Linked DNA regions of Rattus norvegicus: region 2 is linked to region 1. The links are chromatin contacts, called in public Hi-C maps. All regions are on one chromosome and are shown on one strand. The core of a region is the stretch at or near the end of the contact, and the rest is flanking DNA. Distances in the headings are between cores, read along the strand shown.

The links. Hi-C and Micro-C count contacts between places; a contact is called where the count stands out from the background.
Region 2: a Hi-C map of Schwann cells shows a contact between it and region 1, with 3 times the contacts expected there. The contact joins two enhancer-like sites. A contact is called at or near these places in 3 of 12 Hi-C or Micro-C datasets (the A7r5 cell line, the Rat2 cell line and Schwann cells).

Annotation. Positions count from the first base shown.
Region 1 is chrX:13,653,487-13,660,521 of GRCr8, forward strand. No RefSeq gene overlaps it. Among named protein-coding and RNA genes, the nearest start is that of Rpl37al2, 200 kb to the left of the region's middle. Within about 2 kb of position 3,570, at least 10 of the 93 cell types and tissues checked have an H3K27ac peak or open chromatin away from gene starts, as enhancers often do. A contact at or near this core is called in the A7r5 cell line and Schwann cells, where this site is marked.
Region 2 is chrX:13,694,682-13,701,716 of GRCr8, forward strand. No RefSeq gene overlaps it. Among named protein-coding and RNA genes, the nearest start is that of Rpl37al2, 240 kb to the left of the region's middle. Within about 2 kb of position 3,485, at least 10 of the 93 cell types and tissues checked have an H3K27ac peak or open chromatin away from gene starts, as enhancers often do. A contact at or near this core is called in the A7r5 cell line and Schwann cells, where this site is marked.

The DNA of each region.
Region 1 (7,035 bases), core at 2,320-4,819:
GCTGGGATTCTTAGGCATGCGCCATTCCACTGGGCTAAGGACTCCCTTTCCCTAAGCGAGAAAAGCCTGTAGGGGAACCCACTTGCCCATGGTTACCAGGTGACAACAGGAGTCTGACCTGGCAGGGCTCCAGCCTCTGCCTGGCAGATTTCATGACAGGATGTGCAGGTAGGTGGCCTTCCCAGAGGTTTACACTTGCTGCTTCTGCTGCACTTCTACATCCTCTCCAACCCCCCACGCACCAAAAAAGTACAGGTGATGGCTTTGAAGTTGGCTCCTGGAGGTAGCTCTGAGGGGGGTGGGGGTGGGCAGACAGACAGAGAGACAGACAGAGAGAGAGACAGACAGACACACAGAGAGACACACGGAAAGACACAGAGACAGTCAACAGAGAGGGAGGGAGGGAGAGACAGAGACAGAAACAGACAACAGAGACAGAAAGGGAGGGAGGGAGGAGAGAGGGAGAGGGAGAGGGAGAGGGAGAGGGAGAGGGAGAGGGAGAGGGAGAGGGAGAGGGAGAGGGAGAGGGAGAGGGAGAGAGAGAGACCTGCTGAGGCTGTTCTTGTTTGTTCCCAAGCTTGCCAGAAGGGCACTTCCCTCCTCCCCACTGATGTCAGCCGATGACGTCTGGGCCGCATTCAGGCCATGCTGTCATTTGTCCCATGCTCATTCAGCTGATTAAAAGTCATCAATTGTTTTTTAAGCCACCAGCAGGCGAGCCACCAGGCGCCATTTGTTATTGCTCGGCCATGCTGTGAAATGCTGTTTAAACGCACTGAGCAAAGCTTTCGGAAACCAGAGGCCAAAAGCGGTTTGGGAGGAAAGCAAATAGGAGAGAAATGAGTGGGCCCAAATCTTTGCCAGAGGGAACAATCAGGCCAAGCAGCTGACGTACTGGTCCCCTTTTCAGCAGCTCCCACACAATTCTTTTCAGGGGCCTTTCCCTTGGGGCCAGAGCAACAGGGTGCCCCCTTCATCTTCCTGCCTGCTAAAATCATCTCCATGATGGCTAACAAATATTCACTTGGGGATTTTTTTTTTTAATCTAGTTTCCTCACTTCCAAGTTGTCCCCTTGGTTTTTGACTGGGTTAATGTTTCTACAACACAACTCAATGTCATCTTTGCTCAGACACCTTCAGTGGTCCCCCACTGTTTGTGGAATGAAGGATAAAGTCAGTCCTTCATAGTGTGGCTGGATTTCTCTTTTAATTGCCACTGTTCATCGGGCAAAGCAGGTTCTGAGACTCAGCCGCTCCATTATTTGGCTATTATTCCTGTTATTCCCTTCAGTTTGAAATAGTGAACTAGTTCCCCAATGCCAACTTCTGAAGCCCCTCTAGGTCATCCAAGGTGTGTGCTGGGACCCATCTCTATCTTGATCTCTTTCCTAAGGATACAAGTCCCTATCTTCTTTGGGTTTCCACAGCCACATGTGGAGGAGAGGCCATGGTACCTTGTCTATATCCCCCTTTGGTTATCCTTTCTGTGCACACAGCTGCCAGCACCTGTGTCCCTGTGCCTTCGGGCCGTCTCTGACCACCTGAGTCCTCTGTGACTACCGGAAGCAGACAGGCACTCTCAGGAAATTATGTTCTCCAGGAGTAGGCCTCTATCAATGAGTGATGGGAACTGGGGTTGCTTAACCCACCCACCCCCACCCCCTTGCTCTGGAGTAGTTCCAGTTAGTTGCCCATAACACTAGTCTATTCAGTCAGGTGGTGGTAGCGTCCCTTTAATCCTAGCACTCAGGAGACTGAGACAGGTCAATCTCTGAGTTCGAGGCCAGCTTGGTCTACAGACTGAATTCCAGGAAAGCCAGGACTACACAGAGAAACCCCATCTTGAGAAACCCAAAACAAACAAACAAACACAAAATACAGTAGCCTGTCCAATTCTTTCCCTGCCTCTTCCCAGATAAATAGTTGCCCTATGGGTGGGAGTATAGCAGAGTGGTACAACACATACCTAGCATGTATAAGGTTTCAGGTTTCACCCGAAGCACCACAAAAACAAAGAGAAAAAAATTATACCCAGATGCTTATTTCAGGGTCTGTTGCTGCTGCTGCTGCTGTTGCTGCTGGTGGTGGTGGGGTGACACCCAAACTTAGATCATATGTCATTTTGTTCTGGCCCTTTGTCCTGCCTAATTAGCCACGAGTCCCCTGGAGTTCTGCCCATGGTGCCTTGCCCATAATAAGTAGCCATGCATAATAGGTAGATGTTGGATGGCTCAAAAAATTCTCTGAACGAAACAAGCAGACCTGGGTTCTATGTGTGGTCCTCTCTGCTCACATATGGCCGGGCTGTTCACTCGTCTCTGTGCCAGCAGATCTCTTTCATCCAAGGGCTAGTCTCAGCACATCTCCTGAACCCTCTACCTCTATCCCAAGTCTGTCCCTTCCCTGCACTGTCACTGAACCTAAATAGTGCCACCGGGCACCATCCTAGTCTCTTTTGTTTCCTGAGTTCTCGAGTTCTATTTCACTCTCTCCTGGGTTCTCTCATTCTCAAGGGTGAATCTCCCAGTCCCAGGGGTTTCCTGTTAGTGACGTCTATTCCCAGGAGGCAGGAGTCATCTGGAAGGGTGACTCCATATGAATCAGACAGGGGTGGTGTCATTGGAGCAAACAGCTGCTTCTTCCAGGCATCACTTAAGAAATTTGTAAGTATACATAAGACTGAGCTTTGTGACTGTGGGAACAGAGACCGTGGGGCATCCAGAGATAGGAGAACACACATCTGGATGTCCCATGGTCATGATCTGTCTTGGCCCTGAGAACATAGAGCTCCAATCTTGGATTTCCATGAGATACGAGTTTATGGTGGTATGTGTGTGCAGTGCAGTGTGTTAGTACATGCGTTCCTCTCTCTCTCTCTCTCTCTCTCTCTCTCTCTCTCTCTCTCTCTCACACACACACACACACACACACACACTCACACACACACACACACACACACACACACACACACACAGAGAGAGAGAGAGAGAGAGAGAGAGAGAGAGAGAGAGAGAGAGAGAGAATGAGAACTATGGGTCCTCAGTGGTACTGTAAGGCTTTATCAGGCTACCTCACACCATAGGGAGAAAAGTCAATGTGAAATGCTCCCTACCTGCCTCCCTCTTCCTTTCCAACTCTCTTTTACCCAATGGGTAACCACTGAAGTAAGAAGGCTCAGCCCAGGTAAGGGGTGGTGGGTCTCACAGGCAGCCCGAGGCAGTTGCTACAGCACTTGGGAAGAGCATTCGCTCTGTTACAGACAATTCTCATTTCCACCTCTGCACAAAACAAAAGGCAGCCAGCTCGCCTGGGGCTACACTGTGGAAAAAACAAATGCTGGCTGGAGTACCTCACATCTCTAACTTTCCAAACCGCAGCCAGCCTTGCAGACTGCTGACCCACAGGAACATATTTGAAGTAGGATGGGGTGGCCGTATGGTGCTCGTAGGCTAGTGATGGGCCCTTCCGGTGAGTCCTGGTCTGGCGGGTGAGGGCTATAAGATGTGGCTCCTGAGCTCTAGGCATGGGTTGTCACTGAACATGGTCTGAAGGAGTGGAGGGAGGGAAAGGCCTTGCTGGCTGCCTTGTATGGAGCTGCTGTTACCCTGGAAACGGCCCTTCTGGCCTCCAGGGCCTAATAACATTCCTCAAAGTTCTCAGGAGTTGTGAGTTTTGGAATGATTACATAAATGTGGCTTTGTGGGCGCGGAGCACTGAGCGGGTAATACTCCACCTCTTGAGTCAGGCCCTTGAAGAAAAACACAGCAACACAAAGGAGACCGAAGAGAGCGAGTCCGAAAGATTTGGGGGTTAAGAACTGCCATTGCCTGATAGGAACCTTCCGGCCATCTTTATTTTTCTTAGATGGCAATTCCTGGAGGTGTTTAGTGGACATTGCAACTGAAGTACAGAGTGGAGGGTTGGGTCTATCTAGGTCCAGGTCTCTGTATCTTTCTCAAAACATTTACTGTCTAGGTCACTGTGGTTCTATGACAAGTTATCACAGTACAGAAATAGCCACTAATGAAATAACTGTATAAAATCTGCCCCCACCCAGATAATCTTCCTTTCTGATCAGCTAGGTGCATCATCTATCTATCTTGCCTTGGCCTTTCCAGGGTCATAGCCCAACACTAGCAGGCATGTAGGCCTGAAGCTGCTGAATGAATTTCCTGAAACCAGTGAGAATGGTTCTGGCTATTGCTCCCAACTTAGAAGGAGTCATTCATTCATTCATTCATTCATTCATTCACTGTAGGTCTGCTTCACAACCTCCCTACCCCTATCCCAAACACTAATGGAACCAGGGCCTTGTGAATGCTACAAGCACTGTTCCCCTGGCCCACATCCCAGCCTTGGGCATGGTGAGTGGGTTGGCACTATTCTCAGTGGAAGGACCCATCCACAAGCCAGGAGGGCAAAGGAGCTTTCAGAAGCAGATCTCTTGGAAAACAGCTGACGCAGCCCTTGAGCATTTTGAGTTATTCTCTTTATGATGGTGTGTAAGTCAAGTACAGACTGTTGTGTCACTAGATGATTCGGTTAGGGGAAAAGAGAAGCTTTGAATTTCCAATCAAACTTCCTAGCACATTGCTTGAACCTTCCTATGTAGCCCATACTATCTTGCCTCAGCCTCCCGAGTGCTAAGATTCCAGGTATGTACCACCACCACACCCTATCAATTTAACTGTTTGCTTGAACTCAATTATTTTAAGTTCCTGTAATACCTGGGATTAAAACAACAACAACGACAACAACAACAACAACAACAACAACAACAACAACAACAATTTAGTTTTGATTCAACTGTCCTTTGGGAGATTGAGTCCCAAGTACATTCCCCCCCACTATTTACATGGAAAATTTGATCTTTAAGTGTTTTTATTAGAAGCAAGCTTCCACTGTGTGGGTTATCATTAGGTACAAGGGTCTCTAGGATTTCTAGGGGCTTATGGGCATGGGACTTCAATTTTCCCTAGCAGAGGGCAAGGGTAATGACTGAGCCAACTGAGTTCCTTCAAATGCCACCTGCCATCTCCTGCCTCCCATCTCTTCATTCACCCCCCCAATTCTGTAGACAGCTACTTCCCACCCAAAAGCCCATCCTTTGCTATCCCCTAATTGTCCTTTGTCTCTTTCGTAGGTGACATGTACTGATTTAGTAGACCCTGTTGGCCTACATGGCAAAGAACACTTCTAGACTGTTTTTATGGGTGGCTGTCCTCTGTGGCTTTTGCTTTCCCCCTCTCTCAAGCTAAATTCCAGTGAGGACAATACCATGCCCCTGCCAAGGCAGGTCCTCTTCTCGAAATCTAAGCTGGGCTGGAGGGAGCACTTGCTGCTTTTGCAGACAACTCGGAGTTTTCTTCCCAGAACCCATTGCTGGTGGCTCACACTCATGTGTGACTTCAGTTCTGGGGAAATCCAACGCCCTCTTCTGGCCTCTAGAGGCACTGCACTCACATACACAGCCCCCAGCATTGATGAGCATAATTAAAAAGAGAAAACAACAACCAAACAACCCTCCTAAACTTTCCTACCCCAATCATAGCAGAATTAGTGCCCATTGGCAAGGCTACTGCTCTTTGGAAGTGGCCTGGAACTCTGGAAGGTCATGAACTCTCCCTAGCCTGTCCTCCTTACTGTCTTAGACCTCTTGGTATTATTGAACATCAGGTACAATGTAGTATATTTGATTATCTGATTTCTGACCTTTCTCTCTTAACAGCGAGCACAGTAGCCTCCCCAGGGGCAGACATTTGTTTATATTTAATTTATATATACATTGTGTGTGTGTGTGTGTGTGTGTGTGTGTGTGTGTGTGTGTGTCCTCTCATGCATGTAGAGGCTGAAGGACAAGTTTCAGAAGGCAATGGTCTCTTGTTTCTGCTCCTGGCTATATATACACTACAGGCTAGCTGGCCGAGACCTCCCATGAGATTCTCCCCTCTCAGCCTCCCATCCCTATTAGGAGTTCTGGGGTCACACCTGGGTTTTTGGCTGCTCACTTTTGTTTTCTTCTCTTCCCAGACAGGGTTTCTCTGTGTAGCCCTGGCTGTCCTGGAACTCACTCTGTAGACCAGGTTGGCCTTGAACTCAAAGATCTGCCTGCCTCTGTCTCCCCAGTGTTGGGATTAAAGGCGTGCCATGACCTGTACCATCCCCCCCATCCCCCAGCCCCCACACACCCTCACCATAGCCCCCACACATGGCATTTAAATCAGGTTTTAGGATAGAAGGAGTCAGGAAGTTTGTGCACTAGAATCTTTACCTGCCAACTCATCTCCTTTATTTTTCATTTTTTTTGTGTCTGTCTGTCCATCCATCCATCCATCCATCCATCCATCCATCCATCCATCCACCTATCTATTTCTTTTCTCCTCCTCAATTTTTAATACTCGGAATTGGCGGGGTTGGGGATTTAGCTCAGTGGTAGAGCGCTTGCCTAGGAAGCGCAAGGCCCTGGGTTCGGTCCCCAGCTCCGAAAAAAAAAGAACCAAAAAAAAAAATACTCGGAATTGAATCTAGGGCCCCAAGCGTACTATGTTAGCACGATACATCCCTAGCCCTAGAGATTTGCTTTAAATTGCTTTTTGCTACACCCCAGTCTCCAGTTCAGTGTTAGAGCATAGCAGAGCTTCACCTTTCTCATTTTTTTCAGGCAGGATCATACTAAGTATCCTGGGATAGCTTTGAACATACTGTGTAGTCAAAGCTGGCATTGAACTTTTAATCCTCCTGCCTCAGTCCCTGAGTGCTGTGATTATGTCATGCCCAGCTCAGTCCAGCTTGGTGAATGTGTAGGGCTGGCAGCAAATGCTGGGATGGCACTTTGATGATAAAATTGGCTACAGCAAAATCAGGAACCATTCTTGTCACAGGACACCCACACCTCCAAGGCCCTACTCTGGCAAGTCTTTACCTTGCAAGGGCCCTGGAAGTCACATAAGCAAAGGTCTCAAAAGTCCCATTCTAGAGGTGAGGCTGGAGGTTTGGTACCTGCTCTCAAAGGGTTTCCAGTAAATCACCAGGGTG
Region 2 (7,035 bases), core at 2,235-4,734, 41 kb after region 1:
AATGAATGCTAGTGCTCAGCTCAATTCCTCCATTTTAGAGAGTCCAGGATCTCAGCAGGGCAAGGTACCCCTCACCTCAATTAACCTACTTAAGATAACCCTCTACAGGCAGAGGCCTGAATCTAGATCTCATCAAGTTGACAGTTGGGCTTAGCCTTCATACCTCCTAATAGCTCTACCTCTTAAAACCATTGCCTTGGAGAGTTACATGAGTTTGGGAGGGAGCACAAACCTTTGAACTACAGCAGACATTAAGATATAATGCTTTCCCCCACTTTCCTCCATGCACCCTCTTTTGACTTATGGTGTTTATTTGCTAGTTAATGCGTTGCTAAGTAAAGAAAAATTAGAAAATTTAAGTTATTAACATGAATGCACCATTCATCCACATAGTGTGTGCTGTCAGTTTTAAATGCAAATATAAGAGCATTTAACTAGTTTGTAGCATCACCGGAATTACACAATTTGTGCTCTATTGCTCGTACATGCATATGTATTTTGTTCTTACCAGAAGGCTAGAAAGGCAGCAGAGAACTAACTCAACTAATCTCTTTGACTTCCTCACTGGTTTGCTTTCTACCCACTCTGCTTGCAGCTTACTTGTGAGTAAAGGAAGGAGTAGAAGAAAAGGAAAGTATAAGTTGCCTCATCTTTCCCCTTCTTTTTCTGTCACCATTTGCAGCAAAAGTGGCTGATGGATACACAAAAGGAATGCAAGGGAAAAAATATGGCCTGAAGATATGGCTCAGTGATAAAGTACTTCTCTAGTATGCATAAGGCGTCCCAACATTTCCCCTTATCAAAAAAGAGCACTGTTTATTTGTATGTATGTATGTATGTATGTATGTATGTATGTATGTATGTATGTATGCGTGTATGTGTGTATTTTTGAGGTAGCATTTCATTTTATAACTCTGAGTGACCTGAAATTGGTATGTAGAACAGGCTGGCCCCAAACTGACAGATATACTCCTGTCTTTGAAATGGAGCTACACAATGAAATATTGCCTCGAAAATGTATACATAATTCATACATAAATATATACATACATACATTTAGATAAAGCTATGTACCACCAACCTGAAATCCTTATTTCTTTTAATTGAATTACACATCATTTTATTTGCTGTACTTTGGATGGGGGCTGCACATGGATACCATGCAGTGGTCAGAAAAAAAGTTGGTTGTCCCCATCCCCCACGTGGGTCGTGGGGATTGAATTCAGGTCATCAGACTCGGCAGCAGGCATCTTTACTTTACTCAGCCATTTTGCTGGCCCAACAGTACCATTTATTCTTTTCCCTGGCCTGGTTCATGGTCATTTGGTTTGGTTTGGTTTTTCACATGCCTTTCTGCATCTGAAATGGAAAAGCCTCCATAGGCTGTCTACTGTCTTTTCCTCAGTTGTGAATGTAACATCCTCACCGTGTCCCTATTCCCAGTCACCCTGAGCTTCCAAGCCTTATGGGCTCACTTGAATGCCACACTTGGGGGCCACTGCATACTAATGGAGCCCCGCAGAAAGGCCAGCCTACGTAAAATGCATAGCTCCCTTATGCACGTATGCTCTGTTCACCTGACAGGCTTCAGTTCTGAGACCCAGGATGAATAGCAAACTTATTAAGAATTACAAGATAGAGGCAGTCCAGCATTAAATCATCCACGAGGCCACTGTGACTGTAGGCTCTGGCTGACCCCTCAGTTTTCCTGCTCACGAAGCCAGCCCTGGGTATCCGTACATGCAATGCAGAGGTATGCTAACACCTGAGTGTCTGGGGCGAGGGGTGCAAAATAAAAGAAAGCCAAAACCTTGGTGGGGAACATTTTCTAACATGGCTGATCCCAAACACCAACAACCCACAGTTGCTAAATGCAGCAGAGGTAGAAAGAAGTGCTCAGAATTTGTCCTGGTGGGCTGATAGGAATTGGCCTTGGAACACGATGGGGCTGGGGCTGTGGGGCTCCAGTACAAAGGGGAAAGCATTGATGGAGACAAGCTAGCATGCACGCATTGACTTTAAAAGGAGAGAGCAAGTGAGCCGTTCACATGTGTGTGTAGAGAATGAAAAAAGACTGATGGATATACACCCAAATGTTACCAGTGATTATTTCTTGGTCATAGGATTAAAGGTGATAATAATGAAATAATTAGTTTTGCTTATCTGTAGTATCCACATTTTCTAGAATAGATATGCATTACTCTTGTAATAAAAAAATGATAAAAAAATCTACAAACGTCTAGGAAAAGTTAGGGCAATCTTTAAAAGCCTAGGGTTTGGGATGTGCAAGTTGCTACATGCCATGAATAATTTACAAATTAAATTGATTTTAAAGCACAGCTAAAATAAATTTGATAAGATGGGCCACAGTTACGTTCTTTCTTATCATTCACATTTGTACATTTTATAGTCAATGAAGAGTGACAGCCACTATTTAGAATTCTAGTGAAGAACAGCCATACCTATTTGTCACCTGCTCAGCATCTAAACAATGGCTTGCCTGCTCACCTGCCCAGCCTGAGCAAGAGCCAGGGACCCAGAATCCACACTAAATAACAGTTTCTAACCACAGAGCAACAGGGAGGATGCATAGTCTCTTTGGAGAACTGATGAAAACAGTAAGGACTGGGTTTCGTGCATCAGCCAGGCCCAAGTGAAGGACAGGATGTAGGGATGAAGGTGTGAATCAAAAGCCACAGTCACAAAGTAGAGACAAGGGAACATTTCAGACTGAAGCCACGAGGAAGCTAAGATCAGGTCTCAGACGACCCCTGGGAGTGGCATGTTACTTCCCTGCTGAGTGAACACGAACCTAAAAACCTCCTAAGGATCCTGGGTCCAGGTGCTAAACAGGCACATTCTAAGAGTGCAGACTGTGATCAACAAGAGACGGTTCTGAGGTGTTTGCTGTTCCTTTGTTGTAAGCAAAGTTCTAGGCACCATCTTCCCCATGGGGCCAGGGAGGGGGAAGGCTCAACTTCTACTTGTTTGGGGTGAGGAAAGTGAAGAGCCCACTTCACCTCAGTTGGGTTACATTCAGTGACGCCCAGGGACCCTGCCTGACTTTTCCATCTCCAATGATCTTGAGGCTCATCCTTACCCGTGGTGTGCTTCTGAGGGTCTCTGGTGGGGCTGGCGAATCTGCATTTCTAATAGGCTCCCAGTTGTCAATGAGCTATTGGTTGGTAGGCTTGTAGCAGCAGGTTAAAGGCAAAATGGCTCACTAGGACTGTCTGTCCCCACTCCCTCCCTCCTCCCCAACCCTGTTCCCAAGTTGGGCTCTGATCAACCGCAGGCCTCTGCGGGTCACAGCTGGTCCTGCTGATGGCTTTTGCAATACACCTAGCTATTGCTCTGGAGGAAGCAGCCGGGGGCGAGTTCCCCACATCCCTTCTTCCTGTTTTGGTATTCGGTTTCTCTCCTGGCCTGTCTTCGCTTTGCCTGCCTCCTCTTTTCCTTCCCTGCACGCCTTCCTCTTTGCCTAGTCATTACTGCAGGAGATTTATTTTTAGAGTCAAGGCCACAGAGTTGCAGATTCGGCAAGGGCCTAAAACAAATCGACAAACGGAAAGTGTTTGTCTTTGAAGCCGGTGTGAATGAGGGGCCTGCTCGCTGAGCCTGTCAATATGCTCTTATCTAGGCTTGTTTTCTGAGTCACCCACGTGGGTTGGCTTTCTTCCTCCTCCCAGATCAGAAAAGAGGTTGAAACACCAGAAGCAACTGAAATCTCCTCATCTCGCCCCTGTGAGATCTTGGCAGATGCAGCTCTTAGCTGACCACCTCCACAGTGGTAGGGATGCCCACAATAGAGGCAAACAGAAATGAGAGAAAGTTGGGCTACATCCGTTTTCCTTGCATCTGTAAGTGAAACCTTGGGGATGGCCATCTAGGAAGGGTGACAGCGACTGGTGTGGGTGGAGGTGGTGGGTGGAGGAGTGTCAGAGATTTTCTGAGTCCTGTTCTTGGGAGCTACAGAACCAATGTGCTGGATAAGCTACTCTTGCCACTACCCTGATTCTTTGTCCTTTCAAAGGTCTTATGGGTAAAGTTAGTGTTAAATTCTTCCTAGGGCTTGGGCCAAGTAAGTCTTTCTGGCTAGCTACCTCCTGTGCTTCTCCAAAGCCACACAGAGCCAGGCAATCCCTTCTCATTGCTCAGGCCTCCCATGTGCCATGTGGTCCTCAGAGCATTAGCATGCCTAAACTCTAAACAAAGAGTTTATATGTGGATTTTTCTTTTTCAATTTCCGAGGTTAGTGGATTTTTGTGAGTTACAGGCCAGTCTGGTCTACACAGTGAGTTTTAGGCCAGCCACGACTGGCTACTGTCTTTATGACACTGTTTTCTGAAAATAAAACAAACAAAAAGCAAACAAACAAAATTTAGTGTGTGTGCAATACAGGAATTTTGGCGTGTCGCTGAGAACAATGGGGCTTTTCTAGAGTCCTGGAAACTCCACAGCTACCCAAGACACCCTGAGCCCGTGGCTTTTGGGTTCTTGTCTTGAGAATTTGAAGAATGAAATTCATAGACCGCAGATGGTGAGTTTTGGAGAGCAGTCTATTTATCATAGATTTGTAGGTGGCAACAGGGGCAGGCACACAAGAGCACAGAGCTAGTATGTAACAGGAGGGGTCCCAGGAAACAGGGTACCATCAAGTTTCTAGTCTGGGGGCTTTTATAAGGACTTATGTGGACTTATGGTAGAAACTGGGGTGAGATATGGGGAGGGGCATGAACTGGTTGGTCTAGCTGTTCTGTTCCAGTTGTCCAGGTACTTCTCAGTTCCAGCCATGTGTATGAGGCTGGTGGATGTGGCCATACCCATTCATTCTTACCAGTATGTATGTATGTATGTATGTATGTATGTATGTATGTATGTATGTATGTATGTATTTCCTTCCTTCCTCCCTTTCTTTCCTCCCTCTTTCCTCCCTCCCTCCTTCCCTCCTTCCTTCCTTCCCTTCCTTCCTTTCTTTTCTTTCTTTCTAACAGAGTATTTAGAGGCAGAATTTCTCTGTGTAACAGCCGAGGCTGTCCTAGAACTCACTCTGTAGACCAGGCTGGCCTCAGACTCGCAGAGATCCGCCTGCTCCTGCCTCCCGAGTGCTGGGATTAAAGGCCAACACTGACCAGTATTTCTTGAGCACATACTATGTTCTGAGCTCAGGTTTAGGCATGAGGATTGAGTGCTGAAGAAGGCAGCCCTGTCCCCAGTATCCCTCCACTCAAGTGGGAAGCCAGAAGATAGTAAATAAAGCAATGGATGGGTGTCTCAGGCAAGTCGAGCAGTGGAAAAGATATGTAGAGCTCTTTAAGGCACGTTGGTTAGGGAAGGGCTTGTATGTGTCAGCTGAGATCATTGTCTTGCACGTACTAACGTCGCTCTACCATTGAGTTACATCTCTAGTTTATTTTTTTAGAGACAGTGCCTTGCTAAACAATTTTAAGGTTTTTCATGTGTATGAGTGTTTTGCCTGCATGTATATCCCTGAACCATCTGCATGTAGGATGCCAGAATGGAGCATTGGATCCCCTGGAAGTGGACTTACCGATTGTTGAGAACGACCATGTAGATGCTAGGAGCTGAATCCTGGTCCTTAGCATCTGCTCTTAACCTCTGAGCCATCTCACCATATCTTTCCCCACCTCTGTCCCCTTTGTTTTAAAGCCAGGGTCTCACTATGATGGCGCACTAGCCTCAAACTGAAGCTTTTCCTGCCTCAGCCTTCCAGGTCGCTAGCATTACAGGTGAGTATTTCTGAGCCTGCTTGGGAAGGGGTTTTGAATAGAGACCTGGCAAGATAAATTCGATCGGGACAGGGAGAAGTGGCCAGGTGGATGCACAAGGCAGTGTCAAAGTCTTGGAATTAGGCTACATTGGGAGAGTGCAATGAAAGCTGCTGTGGCAGGATCAGAGGGCACCATTTGTAGAGAAGGTTGATATGGGGTCTCCTTAGTAGGCAGGGTCAGTTTGGGAAGGTCTTGTAGGTCATAGAGAAAAGTTTGTCATTTTTTTCTTGAGTATCAATGTTTCATTGTTCTTTTGAGAGAAAGCCTCTTTATATAGCTCAGACTGGCCTAATTCGCTATCTGACCACCTCTGCCTCCCAAATGCTGGGATTACATGCATGTCTGCCAGTGTTGGAGTCACAACCTTTGGTAGTGGTCAGTTACCAAGAGGACATGTAACAAGTACCCACTGCAACCTTTCCTCAGATGTGCCCAGCTCAGGAAGTGTGGTGAGTTGCAGTGACTCCTATTTGGAGGGAGGGCTCTGGTTCCAGGCTAACTCTCTTGTTTTTTGTCTCCCATGGTGATGTAAGGAGCCTTAGCCATATACTTCCAATACAATAAAGTTGGTCATGCCTTCCTGTCATCATGGACTATACTTCTGAAACTGGGGACTAGGAGAAGAAGCCTTTTGCTCTCTTCAGTAGTTTCTGAGAGGGATTTGGGGATAGCAACACAAACGCAACACAGAAAGAGGTCTGCTACTGTAGGGCTCAATAATATTTGTGGAATGGATGAATCAAGCCAAGAAAATTAGTTATCTTGCTCTTCCCAAACCTGCTTAGGTGACTTCCTGTTAGCTTTTTGGAGCTGCCCAGCAACCTTTTAATTATCTTTCCAACATTTTCCCACGTCACACAAACTAGTTTGTCACATGACCAAAAGTTTTGTTTTGTTTTTTTAAAAAGACAGGGTCTCCCTGGCTGACCTGAAACGCAATATATAGACTAGGTTGATCTCAAACTCACAGAGATCCACCTGCCTCTGCCTCTTCAGTGCTGGGATTATAGGTATGTGCCATCACACCCAGCTCAACACAGAGAATTTTTACTAGGATAATAGTGTAGCATTGAAATCCGTAGCAGGGACATTCTGTTTTCATCCCAGCCATCTGCTTATCCTATTGAGTTTCTATCTAGACTACATTTCCCTGGATTCTTTGAAGTTCGATTGGGGCCGTGTGACATAGCTGTAGCCTATGGAAAGGGGATAGAAGTGATGTTGAACCATAACTTCTCCCATT